Linked DNA regions of Mus musculus: all the other regions are linked to region 1. A link is a contact called in public HiChIP or PLAC-seq and promoter capture Hi-C data. All regions are on one chromosome and are shown on one strand. The core of a region is the stretch at or near the end of the contact, and the rest is flanking DNA. Distances in the headings are between cores, read along the strand shown.

Region 1 (3,269 bases), core at 236-2,735:
TTAAAGATTTTATTTATTTATTATATGTAAGTTCACTGTAGCTGTCTTCAGACACTCCAGAAGAGGGAGGGCATCAGATCTCATGACAGATGGTTGGGAGCCACCATGTGGTTGCTGAGATTTGAACTCAGGAAGAGCAGTCAGGGCTCTTAACCGCTGAGCCATCTCTCCAGCCCAACAGTGAAGTATTAAAACAGAAGGTGGAGAACTGTGTCCAGCCTGGTGGAAATGAGTCTAGAATATAATATAAGAATATATACAATAAGTGTCTCTAAAAAGACACTTGTGTGCCTTTCTATTTGAAGTTAGAAACAATGGACTCCAAGACACTGGAATTCCCCTCAACAATCTCATCTGGCAGAAGGGGAAAGGCCCGATTCTAGGCTCTTCAGGGCCCCTTTACTCTTTTTAAGCCCAGTAAGTTGCAGAGTCCAAGAAACTGGAAAAAGTACAGTCAGTGATGTGACGCGGAAATTGAACAGAACTTTCTGGCAGCTAAAGCTAACACCAGGCAAGGCTTCCTTTCCTGCCTGGAAAGGGATGTCCAGCAGCTAGGGAGGGTCTCCACCCCCTCCCCCCAACAGCCCCCTCCACCTGGCTCCCCCACCATGGCCTTCTCTGTCCTTAGGATCCTACAGGGTAACTGGATCCTTCCTCCGCCCACTGTCCCCTCTCCCTTTCCCTGCTCCACCTTGGGTGCCCTGGTGCGTTTTTGCTGGGTCAGCTGCTCGCCACGCCCCTCGCGTGCCATCTCCACAAGCCCCAACCCAACGCCAGAACTTTCTTCCCACCATCTTTGAGGACCTCTCATCTACCGTCAGGACCTTTTTCTACCAGAGCGGCGCCTCACATCCTCCCAGTCTAGAGTGTTCCGCCCACCTCCCCATCCAGTCCTGACCCACCTCACCTTCGGGTCCCCCACCCCCCCTCACTCCACCCCCCCTCTCACTCCACCCCCCCAACCCTCTCACCCCACCATCGAACCTTCTAGGCTTCCCTGTTGAGGCCTACCTGGACCCCCGCGGAGTCGTGTCCCCCCCACCCCCCGCAGTGTCAGACCTCTCCCACCACACGCACGTGCGCGCCCGGCTCTCAGGACATTTCCTTGCCATTTCCTTTCCTGGCCGGCTTCCCACTTCGGGCACCGCAGTCGCGCCACACTCACCTGTAGCACAGCAAGCAGCAACGCAAAGCTATATAGAAGTCTGCGCTTCGGGAGTGGCCGGAGGCCTGGGGTGTAGTGATCTGCCCGGGCAGCGGCAGAGGCTGTGGGCGTGCTGGGTCCTGGAGGCTCCATGGTGTCAGCTCATCCGAAACCCTGCGGCTTCAGCTCCCAAAAGCCACGAAGGATGGCTGTCCCCTCACTCCTAAAAAAGTTCTCTGGATTTCCTCACTCCCAGAAAAGTTCTGGATTCTTGTCGCGGCGACTTGACGCTTAGTGGTACCTCCAACCTCCGCGGGCTTGCGCGCGCACCGGGCAGGGGTGGGGAAATCCACCTTGGGAGGAGCTTGATTACGCGTCCAACCCCGATCCTACCTAATATGAAAACTTGGGAGCAGTCGCCGGACAGAATCTGAACAACTTTTATTTTTTTAAAGAATCACACCACTTTTATTATATTTGTCAGGTCGTGGTTGGAGACGCCCATGCTTATTAAAAAAAAAAAAACCAACTCGTAATACTCAAAGGTCTGCCTGTCCCTTCATATTTTGACTAATATGATATTCACCTTTGAGTTTCAGCTTGTGTCCCTGGAGGAGCCGACTTGAAGATGTCTGTAGTAGTGAGTACTCCTCCTTCCTCATCTTCTGTCTCCTTCATCTCTCCTTCTCTTCTTCTCTTCCTCTTCTTGAATTTGTTTTTGTTACAGTTGTATGCTACCAGGCAGTATCTGAGAACACAGAAAAGGAAATGATAGAATGGATGGTCTCACCCCAGTAACAGAAGCGAAATCAATCCGTGTCTCTGTAACGTTTGGAACACTGAACACACTTAGCCGTGGTGGTAAAGCACTTCAATCCTAGCACGAGCAGAGGCAGGCTGGTCTCTGAGTTAGAGTCCAGCCTGGTCTACAGAGTGAATTTCAGGACAGCCAGGGCTACACAGAGAAACCATGTCTTTAAACACACACACACACACACACACACACACACACACACACACACCTAAACCAACAAAACACAAACAAACAAAAAGAATAGATGACCTCATCTACCCACATCAGTGCATTTTGGTAATTTCACAATCTCAATCAATCAATCTCTCTCTCCACATTTATACACACACATATATATATGTATATACATATATATCTCACATATACACATTATATAATATATACACACATATATACACGTACATATACATGCAGGTGTACTGGTGCCTCTAATCTCTGCACTCAGGAGGTAGAGGCAAGTGGATCTCTGTGAGTTCAAGGCCATCCTGGTCTACATACTGAGTTCCAGGACAGCCAGAACTATGTTGTGAAACCCTGTCTTGAAAAAGCAAACCAATTATAACAAGAGTTTGAATTTCCATATGCTTCAGGCCTCCAGATTTCCAGTATAGAATATCATTGAACAAACATCATCACATTTGCCTCAGTTTACTTCTTAATCCACAACCCCAAACAAAATTTTGTAGGGGGGAAATGCATATTTTCAAAGAAGTAAGTTGCTTAAAACCTGACATAATTCTGTAAGCTTTCTAGTACCAAAATAAAGTATTCGGTTTGTTAAGAACCTGTATCTTCTGATTGGTGGACCTCTGTGAGTTCAAGGCCTGCCTGGTCTGCATAGAGAGTTCCAAGACAGCTACAGCTACATAATAGAGACCCTGTCTCAAAAGAAAGAAAAATCTAACTTCTGTCTAATCACCCGAGTTCTCCCCAATTGGCTCAGATGACGCCAGCATTACAAGAAGCAGCTCGAAGCTGCTTGGAGACACTGTGGCCAGCTGGCCTTCTAGGTTCTCAGCACAGATCCCACGAGGCCACAGAGGAGGGAGAGTCCATGAGCAAAAGCTGATGTATCATGGGACATACCTGGAAACTGGATGGGGCTGTAAGTGGCCCATGTGCAACCTGTGAGATCACGACCCCCTCTCCTGGGTGTGCTTGGTCTATACTCCCAGGGTTAGGAGATAGAGCCATAAGTCATTACTCCCTTCTGAGTCCTATGAGACATTCACTGTACAAAACAGCCAGGAGGAGGCAGATGGACAGTGTATAAGGATGTGTTTGTAACTGGGGCTGGCCAGAGCTGGCCAG
Region 2 (3,269 bases), core at 401-2,900, 580 kb before region 1:
AACACTGTAACTTTAACCAAGGCAAATATTCAGCATTATTATAGAGTTGCAGGGGCCCGGGAGGCAATTCTGCAAGAGCTATCATTACCTCAAAATTACTCAGAAAGTAAATGAGAGGACCATCACAGGGTCTCCCTCTTACTCATTGGAGTACTGTAATTACAGAGTAAAGATAATTGAATTTCAGAAAAACAGAGTGGCCAGAAGAGTCTGAGTGGCCTCAGTAGTTTTATATCTTTTAAACTTAAGACCTTGCATACACTAGGCAAAGCATTCACTATTAATTTACAGAAAGGGTCTCAGGTAGTTCAGGCATGGTCTCAAATTCATTAAGGGGCCCAAGGCTGACTTTGAACTTGTGATACTTGTCCCCACTTCTCCAGTGCTGAATTACAGGTGAGCATTACCAGAACCGGTTGCTGGCCTCGAACTCATGGCTTTGGTGCGGTCTAAGCATACACTGAACCAAAAATCCCCCTTTTACCTTTTGAGAAAGGAGCTCACTAAATTGCCCCAGCTGGCCTTGAACTTGAGATCCTTCTGGCTCTAGAGTAGCTGAGATTATAGGTGTGCACCACCAGGATTGGCTATTACCTCACCAACCCCCAGCCCCACACTCTGGTGCTCTAGCCAGCCCGCAAGAGCAAGCTGCCATTGAGCTGAGTTCTTCCTGCCACCTGTTCTAGGGACATGGAGTTCTACTCCTATCACTTCCTTTTTGAGGGAACTTTCCCCAGCACTTAGATGCCATCTCTCTATTGAACAAATCTAGAGATACCACAGCCAGCTGGACACACTCCCTGTGCTAGAACAGAAACCCCCGCCATTCACTGGTTCCAGTGCCACTTGAGGTTCTTCCATGGGGCCCTCCCTGCCCCAGGTGACAGTTGGTTAAGCGATAGAGGAAATAATCCTAATATCCAGCTGAATAGAACAATAAGAGTTTAGTGGGTGGTTTATTTTTCTCAAGAAATTTGCATATACAAGGCTCAGTATCCAACACAATAGGCCCTTCCTACAGCGGAAGAGACTCCCTCCCAGGACAAACAAAACCTAAGGCTTGACCTCGCTCCTTAGGAATCTGATTAACTGTGAGAAAGAGGTGCGAAACTCTGAAAAAAAATGAATATGATCTTTTATTTGGATCGTTACAAGTTATTTTAATTCTTTTGGTTGGCTGGGGTAGGCAAAAAAAAAAAAAAAAAAAGCAGTTTATGAAGCGCTCCATCCTGCTTACAGAATATTTTAGAATTGGAGAAAACAGAAAAGTCTCTTAGATTCATCAACAGTGTTAAAACCACAAATGTCTACCAAGAGAGGGGCACTCTCCCTCAGGAGCGACAGGATGGAAGGTCACGCTGTGAGTTTCCCACAAAAGGGGCTAGGAAGGACAGATGGGAGGTTTCCAGAGAATAGCGGAGCCTGCAGGGCCTCCGTGAGTCAAGGATGGAATTCATCAAGGAAGGGTGGATGAAGCTAGAGAGAGCTAGGATGCGAGCCGGGGATGCACAACGCTGGAGGACCAGGTTGGCCAGGGTAACGACGCTGTTAGCTGGCGGTCCCACGTGGCAGGCCCGGGGGAGCGGGGCGGGGCAGCAGGCGGGGGCGGGCCCAGCGGTGACGCGCAGGGTATATGGCCGGGCATGCGCATGCGGCGGGGGCCGGACGTAGAGAGGGGGCGCGTGGCTGTTGGCGGGGACGCACCCACTCAGTAGCTGTGTCGCCCGCTGCCTTGGGGGGGGGGCCCTGGATAGTGAGGCTGCGTGGGCCCGACTGCCGGCTGGAGGACTTCAGGTGAGGACGGACCGGGCGCAGGCAGGATGGGAAGTCGGGCGCCTCCGGGTTAGGGGGGACACCGGGTGGGGGTTGGAGACACCGGCACGCCGAGGACCCAGAGTCTTTTCGGGAGGCCGCGCACTCCCTGAGCCCAGTCCTGGTAGCACCTGATTGCCGTGCCACGGTGGCGAGGAGAAGGAGGTCACTGCGCTGTCCCTTCAGCTGCAGGGCCCGGGATGTGTGAACCAGAGAAGGACGCCGGGGAGGTCGATAGCTGCTCAGAAAGGCTGAGATGAGCTTTCTAGAGCCCCAGGACACAGAGCGCAGAGGAAGCGGAGTAGATGGGTAGATCAGATGCTCTGCGGTGGCGGCTGCTCGGGGGCTCTGGTGTCTGGATCTTGCATCCCAGGAACCTATGTGTCCTTCTCCCTGCCCCACGCCAGACCACCCTCCGGCTGGAGAGTGATGCCCGATTCTTCTGGTTGGCTTGGGCAGGAGTGGATAACCGCAAGGGTGGCACCGCGCTGAATTCTCCCCTGACTAACGGCAGCGATGCCTCTTGGGCTCACTTAGGTTGGGACTGACCAAATTAGGTGGTCTGGTTACCGGCTGCTCCCTCTTAGAGTTTTAAAGCTATAGCTAAAGTAGCCATCAGACTCACCTTGTGATCCTGAGGTAGATTCTAAGCCGGAAAATTGCCTCTCTGGGTTGTGGGTTCAGCTTTAAGAATCTTCTGTCACCCCGGGGCCTAGATTCTAAGCTGATCTGTAGTCTAAATAGTTACATGGCTTGTGCGTTCAAGAGAACTCTCAGTTTGGTTTGGTGAGGGGTGGAGTGCTTTCCTGTGGCCTAAATGGAAGGATAGAGGCAGGAGCACTTTGGCAGGCCCCTCTTCGTGAAGTAACCTGGCTTTGGAATTGTAGCATTAGCTCTTTTTAGCCCCTGGTCATTGGGATAGATATATTTGCTGGAGGTGCTGATTTTAGGGGACGATAGAAACTGGCTCCGGAGTGACTATCTGGTCACTATTCTGGTTCAGGTTAGTACTGAGACCAGCCTGAATTGTCTATCCAAAAGATGTACAATTCCGTACTCCTTACCTATTAAAACAAATCTTCAACACTGAGGGGTTCCAACGTGCCTCCTTGGCCAAACAGCCAGAAACATGTCCAGAATCACAACTTCTGACAACTAGAATTAAAAGCCATCTAGTCCCCTTTCTATTGGTGACTTAGTTGAGCTCTTTGCTAGTGGTTCAAAGTCAGGAGGCCGTGTATGGGTCCTCTTTGTGTGACTGTTTTATCATTGTGACTAGAGACACTGAACTGACCCAGGATATGGGTTCTTCCAGAAGGACCCTGGCAGAACACTTCTTGCTGCTACACCTGGCATTCTGTGGTTCACCTGGACAGTGCAGAGGCAGAAACAGGGATTAAAGAACCCAGAAGCTGGCTAAGCAACCAACCGACTTGAGAAGTGGCAGAGCCTATGTA
Region 3 (3,269 bases), core at 401-2,900, 520 kb before region 1:
CTTAATTATCCCACAGTACTTCCTGCACTGCCTGGCAAGGTGGTAAATACCAATAATCCCATCATTTGGGAGGTGTCGGCAGGAGGATCAGTAGCTCACCGTCACTCTTGGCTATGAGTTCCAGGTTAGCTTGAATGGCATAAGACCTGTTTCTAAAGACAAAACAAACAAAATCCCCAAGCCAAGCCAAGCCAACCCTTTCTACAATGATGAAAATGTCTTATCACAGCCAATAATGCAGCCAGCACTTGAAGTTTGGCTAAGACACAAGAGGAAACTGAACTACTAAAATTTAATTTACAATGCCACATATGGTTACTTATTGGCCATTGTAGTAACTATGAAGACTGGTTGGCCTATAAATTGTACGTTTCCTTGGATTTAAGTTTCAATATTTCATTATCATTGCTAAAATAAAAAAAAAAAGCAAAGTACTTTTTGCCTGGCCAAGTCCTGTCCTCAGTGAGAAAGAGGCTTCTAATTAAGGAGCAATAATGACCAATTTTTAACCTAAAAATAAGCCAGATTGTGAAACTTGACTATGGGATTGCAAGTCCCCATCACTGCAAAAATAAAACAAAATAAAAAACATATGAGGAGGGGATGAGGAAAATGGCTCAGTGAAACACAAGCATGGGGTTCTGTTTGAGTCCCTGCATTCAAATAGAACCTGGGTACAACCTCAGCGTTTGTAACTTCAGTGCTATGGGGGAAAGGGGACAGGCAGAGGGACAGGTGAGAGAATTTGCTGGCCTTCCAGTCTAGCAGGCATGTCAGCTTCAAGTTTAATGGGACCCTGTCTATTAAATTTAAGGTAGGAGCACTAGAGGATGGCCTCGACCTCTGGCCTCCATATGTGCTCGTATGGGCCAGCTCACCAGCACACACAAATACAAACACTTCATGCATGCACACACACCTACTCCACACCACACATACATGACACGCGCACACACACTCACACACGGTAGGGAGGCAGGTGCGGTGTCACTGTGTGTCACTATTCCACAGTGGAATAGATGCGTCCAAGTAGGCAGGTGACAATATAAGGGGAAATCGGTTAGAAGTCAATTCCCTTTCTCAAGGAAGCCTGGGCTAGCGTCCCAGAAGACAGTGAGTGACTGCTGTCTCATGTATATAGAAAGGGAGACACCGCTTCTCAGAAACGGGGTTCTCCCAGGAGCTGAACTGGAGTAGGATGGCCACGGAGGTACTTAGGCTGCTAGATACAAGCTGTATGCAACAAACATGAAGTTGACAGGGGTTTCAAAGTTTGGGGGTTGGTGAATGGGAGAGGGTAACCTGAGAAACAGGGTAGAATGGTTAATTTCTTATGGAGACAAAGTGGGTGGAGGACCCCAGTGATAACGGAGAGAGCGTTCATGAGATAGGGGCTCTCTCTGATGAGAGGGACACAGACTCAGTGGCAGCCACCAAGAATCAGGACACCTGCCTGGTCCCAAGGTCGCAGCTGCTTCCGAGGTCCCAGCGGCTGGTTTGAGAAGCTACAGGTCAGGGTTGGGCGTCCAGAGCATCTGCCCCACGCGAGGCGGACGGCGGTCAGCAGTGAATCCGGAGCTGAGACCCGAGATCCGCGCGTGCGCAGAGCGCGGCTGCGGCCCTCGAGGCCGCCGGGAAGTTGTGAGCGCGGAGGCGCGCACGCGGGGCCCCAGCCGCGCGCAGCCGCGGTCTCCCTAGTTGTGTCCCTCAGCCGCGGTCGCCGTAGCTCTCGACGCGGTCGTCCCCGCCGAGCCGCGGGCGCCGCCGCAGGGAGGGAGCGGCGCTGCGGCCGCCGCCGTCCGAGGACGCCCCGTATTCCGGGGCCCGGCACGGTGGCTGCCCGCTCGCCGAGCGCAGCCCGCCTAGGAGGAAGGCGGCGGCTTGCGTCCAGCGGGCCGCCGGAGCCGGGAGGAGACCATGTCCGTGAGGCGCCCTCAGTTCTCCACGACCGAGCGCGTCATCAAAGGTGCCGAGCGCGCCGCGGGGAACGGCCCTCGCCGGGCGACGGCTCGGGGACTCGAGGAGCGGGGATGGAGGCAGCGGCGGGAGGCGCTGCAGGGCGCGGGGAGGACCGGGCTGCTGTCCGCCGGCGTCCCCGGTGACTGCTGGACGGGTACCTAGCGGGAGGTGGATAGAGCGACCGCGCCCGCCATCCACTCCCGAAGCATCCAGGCGGTTTCTCCTGATTCCCCACTTTTTGGTCTTTCATCTGGGGACACCGTCTGGGTTGTGTGAGCAGGGAGTTCTCTTGACTCACCCAAGTCATGCCTTTCCTTAGGCTCAGCTCTTTTTTGACAGCTCCTTACCAAACCCTTTAAAAAATTATTTTTGAGGGGTGTGGTGGGTATACTGTGCACGTTTGGCTCACTTTCTCTACATATCCCAAGTCATTGCTTTTATTAAAAGAAACAAGATGATAGTGACACAGTCTTCTTAAAAGGGCTTACAAGTTTTGGCTATAAGGACTTGGTGAATAATAATCTCCCAGATGTCTCTCATTATATCTGATATTCAGTTATTCTAAGGAAACACGAAAGTGTTTCTAAATCTTCTGAGTTTATGATATAGTTTCTGCCCTTTACCCAAAAGGACCTGTCTAACATAACCACTGATTCACATGCTTCTATTGTCCGACTTCTAAGACCCCTCCATAATAATAGTTGGTTTGAAAGCACTGTTTTCTAAGAAGGTGCTATGCTTAGACCAGTTATTTCTGAGTGAGGTGGTTTTCACCATAGTGGGAAAAAACTAAAAATTATTTCCCCGTTTCATTTTGATATTAGGAGACAGGAAACTAAGATTAGTAATGATAATTTTTTTTTTAAATAAGGGGGAGCCTATTGAGTGCTCAGAGAGAGAAGGATAGTATTGGTGTCATAAATGTTAGTTATCTGCCTTGGCAGACAGTACTTTTGAGACTTATTTCCTCAGAATTTGGAATCATTAGGGATTGAAGTCAATTGTTCATAGAATGGACTTAGTCCTTTAACAGCTAGAGTGCCATGACGGTCTTCGTGGAAGGCTTTATAGCATTTAAGCCATGAGGAAGATCTGAGCCTCTTAATACACAGGAATCACTTCTACAACCTTCCCTGGTGAAGCAAGGTCATGGTGGACATTAACTTCTGAACTGTCCCGGGTAGCACGGGCCCATGCAAACCAACTGCGCAAGGGCAAGGGTGTTGGCGGGTTCCTCCCACGTTAAAATGATTTCTCGCCACTCTACCATTGTAGTGTTTCGTCCTTCTTTTTCTTCCCATATTTTTCTC

What was found. Promoter capture Hi-C pulls out the DNA fragments that hold promoters and counts their contacts. HiChIP or PLAC-seq counts read pairs in DNA pulled down with a chosen protein or histone mark.
Region 2: a contact with region 1 is called in a promoter capture Hi-C map of frontonasal cranial neural crest. The contact joins the promoter of Slc39a14 here to the promoter of Tnfrsf10b in region 1. A contact is called at or near these places in 3 of 39 promoter capture datasets (cranial neural crest, frontonasal cranial neural crest and pre-B cells), 1 of 484 Hi-C or Micro-C datasets (CD8 T cells), 1 of 115 datasets of contacts at active chromatin or transcription factors (pancreatic cancer cells) and 1 of 9 other capture datasets (liver).
Region 3: a contact with region 1 is called in an H3K4me3 HiChIP or PLAC-seq map of bone marrow-derived macrophages, with 5 times the contacts expected there. The contact joins the promoter of Ppp3cc here to the promoter of Tnfrsf10b in region 1. A contact is called at or near these places in 3 of 39 promoter capture datasets (the HPC-7 cell line, cranial neural crest and frontonasal cranial neural crest), 2 of 484 Hi-C or Micro-C datasets (CD4 T cells and CD8 T cells) and 1 of 115 datasets of contacts at active chromatin or transcription factors (bone marrow-derived macrophages).

What each region holds. Positions count from the first base shown.
Region 1 is chr14:69,765,688-69,768,956 of GRCm38.p6, reverse strand. It overlaps Tnfrsf10b (tumor necrosis factor receptor superfamily, member 10b), which reads right to left and starts at 1,485. Exons shown (of 8, transcript NM_020275.4): 1 at 1,166-1,485. The coding sequence starts at 1,297. 4930480K23Rik (RIKEN cDNA 4930480K23 gene) reads right to left here. Exons shown (of 3, transcript NR_130157.1): 3 at 1,844-1,892.
Region 2 is chr14:70,349,805-70,353,073 of GRCm38.p6, reverse strand. Slc39a14 (solute carrier family 39 (zinc transporter), member 14) reads left to right here and starts at 1,650. Exons shown (of 10, transcript NM_144808.4): 1 at 1,650-1,794.
Region 3 is chr14:70,287,878-70,291,146 of GRCm38.p6, reverse strand. It overlaps Ppp3cc (protein phosphatase 3, catalytic subunit, gamma isoform), which reads left to right and starts at 1,650. Exons shown (of 14, transcript NM_008915.3): 1 at 1,650-1,966. The coding sequence starts at 1,918.